Linked DNA regions of Zea mays: region 1 is linked to region 2. Evidence: chromatin contacts called from public HiChIP or PLAC-seq data. All regions are on one chromosome and are shown on one strand. Each heading gives the region's core, a stretch centred on a gene start, on an enhancer-like site or on the middle of the called end of the contact. The rest is flanking DNA. Distances are from core to core; before and after follow the strand shown. Region 1 holds the start of LOC103650264 (putative pentatricopeptide repeat-containing protein At1g10330). Region 2 holds the start of LOC103650266 (putative cyclic nucleotide-gated ion channel 9).

Region 1 (6,252 bases), core at 2,180-4,679, 910 kb before region 2:
TCATCTTTATTGCAGAGATCCTTGTTTATATACAAGTAGATACAGTGTCTCCCAAGGGGTGTGTCCCTTGAGAATAACTGTCAGAGGTTGATCATATGTTATACAAATATTTTGTAATAGGCTGCATGCGTCGAGGCTGGCATGCGTTGACGGATACAACCCAAACGTTTTTAAAATGGCCTGTTCGGCTGCACGAGTGGAGACGTGGGGAGGGAGGTTCCCTACTCGCCCATGCCGCAGCGAGCCCGGTGCCGTCAAGCCCAGATACCAATCACACGCTAAGAGAATGATCAACATCAAGTTCATGTTTATTTCACGATAAACTGTTGAATATTAAGGTGCAGTTGTTGGTGACTTGTTCTCAAATGCTATGAATTAAGAACAAGACAATATAAAATGTTAAATATCAAAGCCTTTCGTCCGCCGAAGCATTATCTCCACAAGGATTTAATGAACTTCGGACGAAGGTCACGAGCATAATATCACGAAGGTTTCACCTTCGTAATTAGACTTATAAAGATAATACAAAGTAATGTAAAACGTGAAACATTAAAGATAAATATATTGGAAATAAATGACATCATTTACATATCTTATTACATGAATCTAAGATGTTTCACTATAACGTTTAGGTACAAACAATAATTCCCGAGTGATGCGTTTGCAATTACAGGAATCCGTGAACAGTAAAGGAATACTGTTCACTATTTATAGGCACAGGACACAGCCTGTGAGGAATTACAATCATGCCCCTCATAAAAGTTTACAACAATGACTCAGACCCTTATGGACTAAAAGATCATTATATCTTTAAGTCGGTTCGACCCTTCATCTTCGGATATGTTGTAATACCGAAGCTTGATAAATGGTGCCTTCGGCGTCACGTACGAGCAGCTTCATCCGAAGCTGTTTCTTTCTGCAGGACCTTCGGCGACGAAGTATGGTCCTAACAGCAGTGATGAAAATAACAAGTCAAAACGGTAGCAAACCGCTATAATTCACTTGTCTTCATTGAAGATGCCAAAAGCACTAGGAGCACTCTAGAGCACTACCACCTGTTTTATAATGTACAACTCAATACAAACATCTCATATAGTGTATTACAAGTAATTGACATAGTGCTCCTTAATCCATCTGAAAACCCGGTGAAAACGACACTGTTGCTGGTTTTTTTTGTATCTTTAATTTTGCAGTAGCTACAACAACAACTAAGTACTCTATGAGCATCTACAAAACATAAGCTACAACTTTAGTATTCAAACAAAGGCCAAATTCCACTATCTTCTATGTTTACTCTTTAGTATAAAGTTACACAATCATTTTATCTACGACAGCAACAATACCATTTATCTGTTAAGAATCGTAAAAGTTCATCCATTCCTGACCAGCACATTTTGCAGTGAACGGTGATGAAGGAATGTCAGTGCCATGAAGCACCACACTGCTCTGCCCTACTGTTTTCTTGATTCCAGCCTCCAGCATCACCTCTCCCATTCTTGCGCCAGCATGCCAATTCCCGCCTTCTAAATAGACATTCCTAATAGTCACATACCGACCGGATTGCTGGGGGCCAAGAGACATTAGTTTCTGCCCAATCTCCACTGCAAGCTCCACATTTCCATGGAGCTTGCAAGCCCCAAGAAGAGCACCCCACACAGAAGCATCAGCCGCGAAGGGCATCCTCTCTATAACCTGAATGGCTTCTCCAAAACGGCTAGCACGGCCTAAGAGGTCCACAACACATCCATAATGGATCATCAACGGTACCACCTTGTATTCAGCAACCATTGCGTCGAACCAGTATAACCCAACCTCCACCAATCCTGCACGAGCACAAGCCGTCAGAAGAGCAAGAAAGCTTATCTGATCCGGCAAGAAGCCTTCACCCCTCATCATGTCGAACTTCACCAGCGCGTCAGTCTCCTTCCCGTGATTAGCCAATGCTGATAACAGCGCATTCCACGTGCAAACCTCCTTCGTGCAGACGACCGCAAAAGCACTCTTACAGAAGCCAATCCTCCCATGCTTCCCATACATGTCAACCAGGGCTGTGCCCAGGAACGCAGTGAGCTCAATCTCATGACGGATGAGGTATGCGTGGACAGCCATGCCCGCGGCAAGACCCTCACCGCCGTCAACGTTGGCACAGGCCGAGAAAACGCTGACCAGCGTTGCTTCCTCGAGCCGTCGTCCCACGTTACCCAGCAAAAATCCCCTGAACACCTCGAGAGCGCACCGGTGGCGTCCGCCCCGCGACAGCCCAGACACGAGCGTCGTCCACGACACGGGGTCCCTCACCGCCATCCGCTCAAAGAAGTCCCCGGCACCGTCCAGGTCCCCGGCGTGGCACAGCGCGTCGAGCAGTGCGTTGCAGGAGGCCAGGTCCGGGGGACCCTCCATCTCGTCGAACACCTTGCGCGCGTCGCAAGACGGGTGTCCCGTTCGGCCATAGACGCTGACGAGCGAGCAGGCGACGAAGCAGTCAGCCGCGAGGCCGCGGCGGAGGCACTGCGCGTGGAGCGCCGCCGCGGCGGACGCGGAGGCGGACATGAGGAGGGACGGGAAGGAGTGGCAGTTGGGGCGCGCGCCGCGGGCGAGCATAGCGCAGAAGAGGCGCAGTGGGGCGGACGGGGGGCGCGAAGAGGAGGCGGCGGGGACGCGGCGGTGCGCGTGGGCGAGGCAGTTGTAAGGAAAGGCCGCCGCGGAGCATTGTGAGTCAAGGAGCAGCACGCCAGAGGTGAGGAGCAGCGCGTGCACCTGGAAGAGGCGGCGCGGAAATGGGAAGTGCTCCTGGAGGAGGCGCTCGAAGAAGGCGTACGAGTACGGGGAGGAGCGCCGCATGGGCGCACGCCGCCGCGCGGGCCCAGGGTTCTCGCCACCGCCGCCTCCTCCCGCCAGAGCTTGACGTCTCCGCCGCGAGTCGGCGAGTGCGCGCGGGGCTCCTCTCCGTGGGCCCGAATTGGCGCAGCCCACCAGACAGCTCCGCTGGACGGAGCGGACTGAGCCGATCGGCCCAACAAAGAAGCAGCTTCCTTCTCGTACTCGTACTGGGCCCAACAAAGAAGCAGCTTCCTCCTTGTACTCGTACGCGGCGGCGGCGGCGAGGTCTCTGGGACCGGGCGGCGGCGTGCGCCCATGCGGCGCTCCTCCTCGTACTCGTACGCCTCCTCCAGGAGCACTTCCGTTCCCGCGCCGCCTCTTCCAGGTGCACGCGCTGCTCCTTGACCCACAGTGCTCTCTCCCACTCCGGCCAGCCCATCTCTCCCTCCGCGGCCAGCAGCTTTCTCTTCCAGTCCGGCCAGCGAGCCCCTGCGCATCCACTTCCAGGCGTAGCAGCGGCGTGTAGGGACTCCGCTCGTGGCGGCCGGCGGCGGCGGCATTCTGCCATTGCCAACTACTCACATAATCCCAGGCGCTGGCCTCTCGCATGCACGAGCACAAGCTATGCTCAGGCACCTAACCAACAACCCATTGCTCTCGCGCCGATGCCACCGCATGTTCCATCACAACCGGCTCTGTACCACCGCCACATCCTCGGCGGCCGCCGGTGAGATCGCGCCGGATCCCGCCGCATACGAGACTACCGTTGGCGTTGAATATGACCTCGCGCAGGAGTTGCGCAGCCACCTCGTGCGCGACACCTGCAGGCTGCTCGAGCTCCGGGACTCGTGGAGCGCCAAGCTGGAGGCGCAGCTCCGGCACTTCCTCCGCGCGCTGACGCCATCGCAGGTCCGCGCCGTGCTGCGCGCGCAGGCGCAGCGGGACGCCCGCGCTGCGTTCGAGTTCTTTCGCTGGGCCGACCGCCAGTGGAAATACCGTCACGCCCCGGAGGTGTTCGACGAAATGCTGGCGCTCCTCAGCCGCACCAGGCTCCACGACCCGGCGCGCCGCGTCGTGCGCCTCATGATCCGGCGTGGTATACGCCGGGGCACGCGGCAGTTTGCACACCTCATGCTCTCGTACAGCCGCGCCGGGAAGCTCCGCTCCGCCATGCGCGTGCTCCAGCTCATGCAGAAAGATGGGTGCGCGCCCGACATATGTATATGCAACGTGGCTGTGAACGTGCTTGTTGTGGCCGGACGTGTTGACAAGGCGCTCGAGTTTGCGGAAAGGATGAGGCGTGTTGGGGTCGATCCGGACGTGGTCACATACAATTGCCTAATCAAGGGATTATGCGGTGCTCGGCGGATTGTTGAGGCATTGGAGATGATTGGCTCAATGCTGCAAAATGGGTGCCCGCCAGATAAGATTAGCTACTTTACAGTGATGAGCTTCTTGTGTAAGGAGAAAAGGGTGGCAGAGGTGTGGAATTTGCTCGAGAGGATGAGGAATGATGCAGGTATATTTCCTGATCAGATCACGTATAACATGCTTATTCATGGCCTTGCAAAGCATGGTCATGCAGATGAGGCGTTGACTTTCTTGAGGGAGTCAGAGGGGAAAAGATTCCGTGTTGATCAGGTTGGCTATAGTGCGATTGTGCATTCGTTTTGCTTGAATGGTAGGATGTCAGAGGCAAAGGAAATTATAGGCGAGATGATTTCAAAGGGGTGCCGCCCTGATGTTGTAACTTATAGTGCGGTTGTAGATGGATTCTGCCGGATTGGGGAACTCGATCAAGCAAGAAAGATGATGAAGCATATGTATAAGAATGGTTGCAAGCCAAATACAGTCACACATACTGCACTGTTAAATGGGCTTTGCAAAGTTGGGAAATCTTCAGAAGCATGGGAACTGCTAAACAAGAGCGAAGAAGAGTGGTGGACTCCAAGTGGTATCACATACAGTGTTATTATGCATGGATTTCGGAGGGAAGGGAAGCTAGTGGAATCATGTGATGTGGTAATGCAGATGTTGCAGAAGGGTTTCTTCCCCACGGCTGTGGAGATTAACTTGTTGATTCACGCGCTATGCAAGGAACAAAAACCAGCACGTGCCAAAGACTTCATGGAGCAGTGCCAAAGCAAGGGCTGCTTTATTAATGTTGTTAATTTCACAACTGTAATCCATGGATTTTCTCGGCAGGGTGATCTGGAATCAGCACTATCTTTACTGGATGACATGTATCTCACCAACAGGCATCCTGATGTTGTTACATACACTGTTGTTGTTGATGCTTTAGGAAGGAAAGGTAAAATGAAAGAAGCAACAGCGCTTGTAGAGAAAATGCTTAACAGAGGTTTGCTCCCTACACCTGTCACATACAGGACTGTGATACATAGGTATTGTGAAAAGGGTGCGGTGGAAGATTTACTCAATCTGCTGGATAAGATGTTAACAAAACAAGGGTTTAGTAGTGCATATAATCAGGTCATCGAAAAGCTATGTGCATTTGGTAAACTTAGTGAGGCTTACAATCTGCTCAGCAAGGTACTAAGAAGTGCCTCAAAAAGAGATGCTCAAACATGCCACATTTTGATGGATAGTTTTCTGAACAGAGGACTCCCACTTCAATCATATAATGTGGCCTGCCGCATGTTCCAGAGAAATTTAATTCCTGATCTTAAATTATGTCAAAAGGTTGACAGTCAGTTGGCCCTAGTGGGTGAGAGACATGCTGCTGGAAAGCTTATCACGAAGTTTCTTGAAAGAGGTATTTTAGAACAAGAAAAACAAGATAGCTGATCTGTACCACAGTCCTGTGGTGTTACCTGTCTTTATTTATAGGTCAGTTGAGCTTTAATGAACAATCCTGGATATAATTTCCGTACAATGAACTGACTCACAGGTACACTTAGTTATTTGTAGTTATTGCCCATACATAAAAACAGATTTACCAATTTGTCCGCTTATTCATTGTTGAGATAGGTAGTAGGTAACATGTGCCTGTATGTGAAATGCATATTTATGCCAAACTAAGGTTCCATTTGAATTTGAGCATTTCTTACCTTTGTAGTTCTGGAAATATATGCTCACCTCTTCTATTGCGTCCATGCCTCATCTTGCTTCATGTGTTGGGCAACCATTGTTTAATTTTTAGAATATGGCATATCAACGTGGTATGCTGTCAGCTCAAATTCATATTGTGCAGCTTGTGGAAACTAATGTTCTGTTTGGTTCACAAAATGTAACGTAAATGACAACGGTAACGATTTACACTCGAGTAGCAGTGGTAATAAGTTTAAATAAGCTATTATCAATTCTTAGTATGATATCTGATTACTGTTGGACTTTAACAAACATGATTTAATGTTATCAATTATCCATTACGTTACAAATATGTGAACCAAACGGCATCTAAATGTTTGTCAT
Region 2 (6,855 bases), core at 4,160-6,659:
TCTCTGTGAAATCTTGTGAATCCTTGTGTACCTATGTATCCCTAGAGCTTCCCTGTAGGTTACCCTCTCCCTTTGGGAGGTTCCACACCTTAAAATAGCCATTTCACCGTCATTTCAAAAGCACCACGCCAGGTGCTCGGTGAAATGTTCAAACCACGCAAAATTGCTCAAATCGACCCCATCTTTTTCCAGCACCCTCATGACATTTCTAGTAACACTCTCGCCAAAATTCACACTTATCTGATACCCCAGACACCGGGTATTCCACTGTTTTCCATTTATAGCAATCGTTTCTGAGCCGAGTGCCAAAATTCCGTTTTCTTCGCAAAACTTCAAACTAAGCACACACTTCACCCGTATTCACTCATATATACATATTTGTGAAGTATCAACTCAATTCCAAGTCATTTCATGCTCCATTTCGAATTTCAAACTTCCTATGGCATAATTCATCGTTCAAACGCCGTTCTCGCGTCGTTTGACCCTTGTTTTTCCAAATCACTCAGTTTTTGTGTCTTAACTCTCTGTGTATGTATTTATTCACATTTCATATACTTATGACTATGTTACTAATATGTTCTCACCTCTTCTTCCATTTCAGTGATCTCGCCTACCCGCGTGCCCGTCTCCTATCCTGCCTGGATCCTATCCAGCAGTCAGGTTAGGATCATGCAGACGAAGAATGTCTCATCGTCAAGGGGAGGAGACGATGAGGACCCTCCTCACCCCTTCAGGCAGGTCAAAGGGAAGATAGTTTGCCTTGAGCAGCATGAGGGCAGGAAGAAGAGACATATGGACAGAGTCGCTCGTGCAGCCCTTGTAGCGGCAGCAGCAGCAGAGCAGGTTGAGCGGGGAGGCCAGCTCCAGATTTCCTCAGATCAGATAGCCTATCTAGTTCGTCACCTCGCATCTCGACCTCGCTCCACTGCTCCCCCCACTCCTTCCGCCACTGTCTCTACTCCACCTCCCACTTCACCAGATCTTGTCACTCCAGAGCCATCCACTACTTCTGTTGGATTACCTCATAGTGAGCACTTGGTTCCTGCGAGGACCAAGGGGGAGCGATACCCTTGCGCGGGTGCTCCAACGAGGACTAGGGAAGAGTGTCGACTCTTCGATACCTCGGCAAAAAATTGGAGGAGTCTTCTCAACCTTGCGTTACATTCCACATTTAATTCAAGCATTTTACTTTGTTCAATTGTTTAGCAAGTAGTTGAAGTAATGTATTAGGATTGTTATCTTTCTAGTAGTATTCTCTTATTGCTAGTAGTTGGGTGACGTTGGGCTCTAGCTTAGGGTTTAAATATTTGCTTAGGATTTAATTGATGTTGAATTTTTAGAAAAGCCCAATTCACCCCCCCTCTTGGGCATCGTGATCCTTTCACGATGGAAGGAGATGGATGGGTTGGCCACAGAGATGCCGATGAGGAATGGTCATGTGGCACCCATGTTGTAGGGAGGCTCAAATATGGCAATTATGATGGACAATCCCAGCGCGTCGAGGATCTTGCCAATCTCGATCATGGAGACTAGGGGACCCATCCTCGGCGAAGGGTGCAACACTTGGCTACGAAGAAGCCGACGAGGAAAGGCCTTGTGACGCTCGTGTTGTAGGGAGGCTTGAAGATGGCAATTATGACGGTCAGTACCCTTGCGTGAAGGATCTTGCCAAGCTCAATCATGGAGACCAGGTGGCCATTCTCGGCGAAGGGTACAACACAAACAATCTCTAGACGAGCCTCGTCGCTGGTGGCCTCCATTTGCCCACCTTTATGTGCAACAAGCGTCGTGTCATTAGCCGAGCCAACACTCCTTGCATGTGTCGCTCCCGCCACAAAATTATGCTCGGCCCTATCGGGCACAGACACCATTGGTGATCGTAAGGACTCCACCTGGTTAGGGTCACAGTTCAGATCAGTTAGACGTGAGATTCTTATATCCGAGGGGTGCTCTTACCTTGGACCTCCCACGCGATGTCAGCCACCACGTCGAACGTGTCCCACTCCATAGCTAGTGCCGTCCGCACCAGCAACGGGATGACCACCAACGCCATGTAGCAGAGGAGATCCATGGAGTCTATCTCCCTGCATGAGGGGAGGGAGGTAGGGGAATGGAAATCAATCACACCTCAAACGGAATCGACCATGCGAGGGAACGAGATGCAGTGGCTAAGGCATGAAGGGTGGCGGCGGATGCGGTGAGGCACTTGGCCATGGCGGGTTTGGTACGGAGGGTGGCGGCGCTGGAGAGTTAGGATTTACGGCTAGGCTAGGATGTGGATGGGAGGAGGGAGCATGGAGCGGGGAAGGTGGGCGGGGTTTGTGGCTAGGATGGGACTTGGGAGGAGGGGGCAAGGGGTCGAGATTCAGGAAGGTGGGTGGTGCACGTTAAACCCTGGGTTTGATTTTTAAATAATATGAGGCTTTTTGTAAAACTAAATATGGTGAAAACTGTTCAACCACAGAAAAAGATAAGGAGCACTTTGGATTTTTTGCAATTTGGTTTCAGATTTTAATCATAGAAACGGAAGCTTATCCAAACCAAACTAAAAACTTCATCACAACAAAATCCAAGTTGCAAAAAATGAGAGGTTTCGGCTAGGGGAGAGAGAGTAAAAACTAGGGAATTTTACACTTCTCCCACTAGTTTGTACACTGTGCTCAGATCTACCCCTCCCTTATTTCTCTACTCAGTTTTCCCCTCCGACCCCCACACAGTGCTCAACATCCACCTCACGGACCTATTCTGTTCATTTACCGTCTTTATAAGGGGATCGCTCGCACGAACGCCAAAAAAAAGGGATTTACACTTCTCCCACTAGTATGTACACTTTGCTCAGATCTACCCCTCCCTCATTTCTCTATAGAGTTTTCACCTCATACCTCCACACAATTCTCAGCATCTATTTCACAGACCTATTGTGTCCGTTTACAGTCCTCACAAGGGGGCCGCTCGTACGGACGCCAAAAAAACTCCAGGACCAGCTCAACCGCATAAAAGGCAAGACTGGGATTTGAACCCATGAGCCCAACACAGATAGAGACGAATTGTAGAGACCACTCGGACAGATAAGAAATTTATATACCAACAACAAAACAGTTTTTATACTCGTGTAAACCAAACCAAAAAGTGCAAAACGCAACTTAATTGAAATTATGCTACCTAAAATAAAGTTCAACAAATCATAAATATATACATATAGATACGAAAATACAAATTTACTTGATATACATACTTTTTAAAAATGTAAATTTATGATACAATATTTTATTCTTGCATTTGTAAGTCTAAGCCGAAAAGGAAGTAAATACCAAATGTGGTAAAAATAGTGTTTTTTCTTTCAAAAGTGCACCATTAATTTATCTAACTGTTATTAATTTACTTCATGTAAACATGCTCCTTTTTATATTTACTAATTTATATGGTTTAAATGCCTTTTCAAGCCGAAAATAAATAAATAAGTAAATATGGTTAAAAAATAGCAGTGTTATACTAAACGCTAAACGATAAACAGTCGGTCATCCTCAGTTTAGCGTTTAATCGGACTACACGGATGTTTAAACGGATTAAAAAGGATTATACATGATTAAACGGATTACACGGCATAAACGACCTAAACGGTTAGCTACTGAGTAGTATTTAAACGACGTTTAAACGGTCTAAACGGGCATTTAGGATAACAATGAAAAATAGTGAAACTTGGCATGGAGTTATAATTTGGTCCTAGTTGCTTGATATAAATAGATCATGAGGTTATACAAAAGTGTGAATATAAATGTTTTACAAATAGACACATCTCTCACTAAGTTTCATAGCATTGAACTATAACATTATTGTTTGAGCTATATTTCTTACTTTTGTCTTTTTCGCTTCAAAAGTGCACCATTAGTTCATCTAAATGTTATTAACTTACTTCATGTAAAGATGCCCCTTTTGATTATTTACTAATTTATATGGTTTAAATGTCTTTTTAAGCCAAAAATAAATAAATACTAAATATAGTCAAAAAAATAGTGAAACTTGGTATAGAGTCATAATTTGGTCTTAGTTGTTTGGGATAAAAAAACTTAGAAGATTATACAAAATTATGAATAGATGCCATAGTGTAGGCTATTTTGTTCACGAGAAGAAAAAAAGATGCAAAAAGTGGGCCAAGGCATCAAGGAACCCAACACCTTACAAACTACCGAGCTATGACACACCATTATACTACGTGAATGTTATTTGTACAATAATAAAGCGATTTTATTTAAGCTTATTTTTGCAGTCTTGGGTGCTGTGGGATCGAAATGTTTGGCCTACGACACGTGGAGCGGCGGCAAAAATGGCTGGAGAGGGTCAGGCGCAAACGGGAACAATTCGGCTCCTAACAGTGGACCCAGCTAGTCGGAGCGGAGGCGAAGAGGTGGACCAGCGCTGTTAGTGACGGCCCGGGTGGACGGAAACGCTCCGTAAGGGCACCCACGAGGACGCGTGTAACAAATAGAGGCAAGACTGAGCACGTTTAAAATCTAGTTATTTAAATCCATACCCTTAGTTTGTCATTTCGTTATTTTTTAAATCCATAAATCTAAGGAGAAAACTGAGCAGCGAAAGCATCTCCAAGAGGACACTAAAACCAATCCGAAAATCTGTTTTTAGGTTGAAAACTAAAATTTCCTTCGTTCAACAGTTCCCCTTTCCTTTCCCCAAATTACAAGCATCCCTCGTTCCAGTTCTAATCTCCTTCAAATATCCGCGAGGGAACATCGTCCGCAATCCACCTCCACGCGCTATCATTCTCCTCGCCTCCTCTCGCTCGGGCCATGTCGCGCTTCTTCCTCGGCGCCACCCTGACCGCGCAGCGAGTGAGAGCATGTCCTCTTCTCTGTCGGATTTGCCCACCTCTTCTCTGTCGGCGTCTGTAGTCCCCGCTGCGGTCACCGCTCGCCTCGCCCTCTCTGTCCAACGCGATGGTCACACCGGCCTTCTTTCTCGTCAACCACCCAAGAGCTCAACATGAATGTGTGATGCAACAACTTAAATACGCGTGATGCAGCAACACCATGGGGTGATGACTTGGCCTTTAAAAGTTTTAAGAACTACTTATTAGTATTCTGATGTGAGTTAAGTATTTTTATGGCTAGTTTGGGAACTATTTTTCAAAAGGATTTTTATTTTATTAAGTGAAATTAGTTCATTTTTCATTTGATAAAAATAGAAATCTATTAAGAAAATGTAGCTCTCAAACTAACTCTTAGTAGATTTTTTTCCCAGCAGTCCTCAATATAATGTTTTGGAGAATAATTTTTTAGCAATGGGGACGGATGTAAAAATCTCTAAAAACTATGAGGAACATACAAATTTTCACGTCCATTTTTAGGTGCCTCGCGTATTCTTTAACCGCCGTCACTTGCGCTCACGGCCTCGCCTTCTTTCACGCGCGGCGCTCCTTCCTGCAAGATCGATCGAGGGACGAGGATCGGAGAAGAGATCGAGCAACTTAATTGTTGCCTGCTGCATCATCGATCGACCAAGTAAACTGGCGCCGTCCCGATCAGTGGTGTTGGATAGATGATGTCCCGTAGTCCGGGAGCAAGAAGGCGATAGATGTTCGGGTGCGGCTACCGGACCCAGTTCATCAACGGGCGCAGGGAGAAGTTCGTGAGGCTCGTCGAGGCAGACGCGCCGGCGGATTCGGCGTCCAGCCCCACTTCCGGCAGCGGCGGCGGTGCCAGCATGGAGCACGGGCACGGGCACGGGCACGGCGGCGGGTTCCACATGGACAGCTACTTCTCGGGCAACCCGGCGGCGGCCGCCGCCAAGTTCCGTGCGCGGTCGGTTCGGGTGGCGGCGGGCGTGATGAACCGGTCGGAGCGGCTGAGGAGCATCGGCCTCGTGTTCCAGGAGGACTTCCGGAAGATGTCGCAGCAGGTGTTCGACCCGCAGGACGCGTTCCTGGCGCGCATGAACCGCGCCTTCGTCTTCGCGTGCATCGTGTCCGTGGCCATCGACCCGCTCTTCCTCTACCTCCTGGCCGTCAAGTACACGGACAAGAACACCTGCATCGGCTTCGACCGCAACCTGGCCACCGTCGCCACCGTGGTGCGCACCGCCGTGGACGCCTTCTACCTGGCGCGGATCGCGCTGCAGTTCCGGACGGCGTACATCGCGCCGTCGTCGCGCGTGTTCGGGCGCGGCGAGCTGGTCATCGACTCGTCCGCCATCGCGCGCCGCTACCTGCGCCGATTCTTCGCCGTCGACCTGCTGTCCGTGCTGCCGCTGCCGCAGGTCTCCATCTGGAACTTCCTCAACCGGCCCAAGGGCGCGGACCTGCTGCCCACCAAGAACGCGCTGCTCTTCACGGTGCTGTCGCAGTACGTGCCCCGCCTGGTGCGCTTCTACCCCATCACCTCGGAGCTGAAGCGCACCACGGGGGTGTTCGCCGAGACGGCCTTCGGCGGCGCCGCCTTCTACCTGCTGCTCTACATGCTGGCCAGCCACATGGTGGGGGCCTTCTGGTACCTGCTGGCCATCGAGCGGCTGGACGACTGCTGGCGGGACAAGTGCACCAACCTCAACTTCCACCAGTGCCGCACCTACATGTACTGCGGCGGCGGCAGCCAGGGCCAGTCGGGCTTCCTCGAGTGGCGCACCATGATCCGGCAGGTGCTGGCGCAGGAGTGCGCCCCCGTCGACGGCAGCGGCACGGGGTTCCCCTACGGCATCTACACCACGGCCATCCAGTCGGGCGTCTACTCCACGGAGAACCTGACGGCCAAGATCCTCTTCTGCCTCTGGTGGGGCCTGCAGAACCTGAGCACCATCGGCCAGGGCCTGGAGACGACCCACTACAAGGGGGAGCAGCTCTTCTCC

What was found. HiChIP or PLAC-seq counts read pairs in DNA pulled down with a chosen protein or histone mark.
Region 1: a contact with region 2 is called in an H3K4me3 HiChIP or PLAC-seq map of leaf, with 6 times the contacts expected there. The contact joins the promoter of LOC103650264 here to the promoter of LOC103650266 in region 2. A contact is called at or near these places in 4 of 25 Hi-C or Micro-C datasets (leaf, root tip and an unstated tissue) and 1 of 3 datasets of contacts at active chromatin or transcription factors (leaf).

The regions. Positions count from the first base shown.
Region 1 is chr3:113,462,772-113,469,023 of Zm-B73-REFERENCE-NAM-5.0, reverse strand. LOC103650264 (putative pentatricopeptide repeat-containing protein At1g10330) reads right to left here and starts at 3,429. Exons shown (of 2, transcript XM_035966266.1): 1 at 1,344-3,429; 2 at 536-946. The coding sequence starts at 3,429. The coding sequence ends at 1,354. LOC103650263 (pentatricopeptide repeat-containing protein At5g16640, mitochondrial) reads left to right here and starts at 3,013. Exons shown (of 3, transcript XM_008675869.3): 1 at 3,013-5,667. The coding sequence starts at 3,445. The coding sequence ends at 5,625.
Region 2 is chr3:112,554,166-112,561,020 of Zm-B73-REFERENCE-NAM-5.0, reverse strand. It overlaps LOC103650266 (putative cyclic nucleotide-gated ion channel 9), which reads left to right and starts at 5,409. Exons shown (of 1, transcript XM_008675875.3): 1 at 5,409-6,855. The coding sequence starts at 5,590.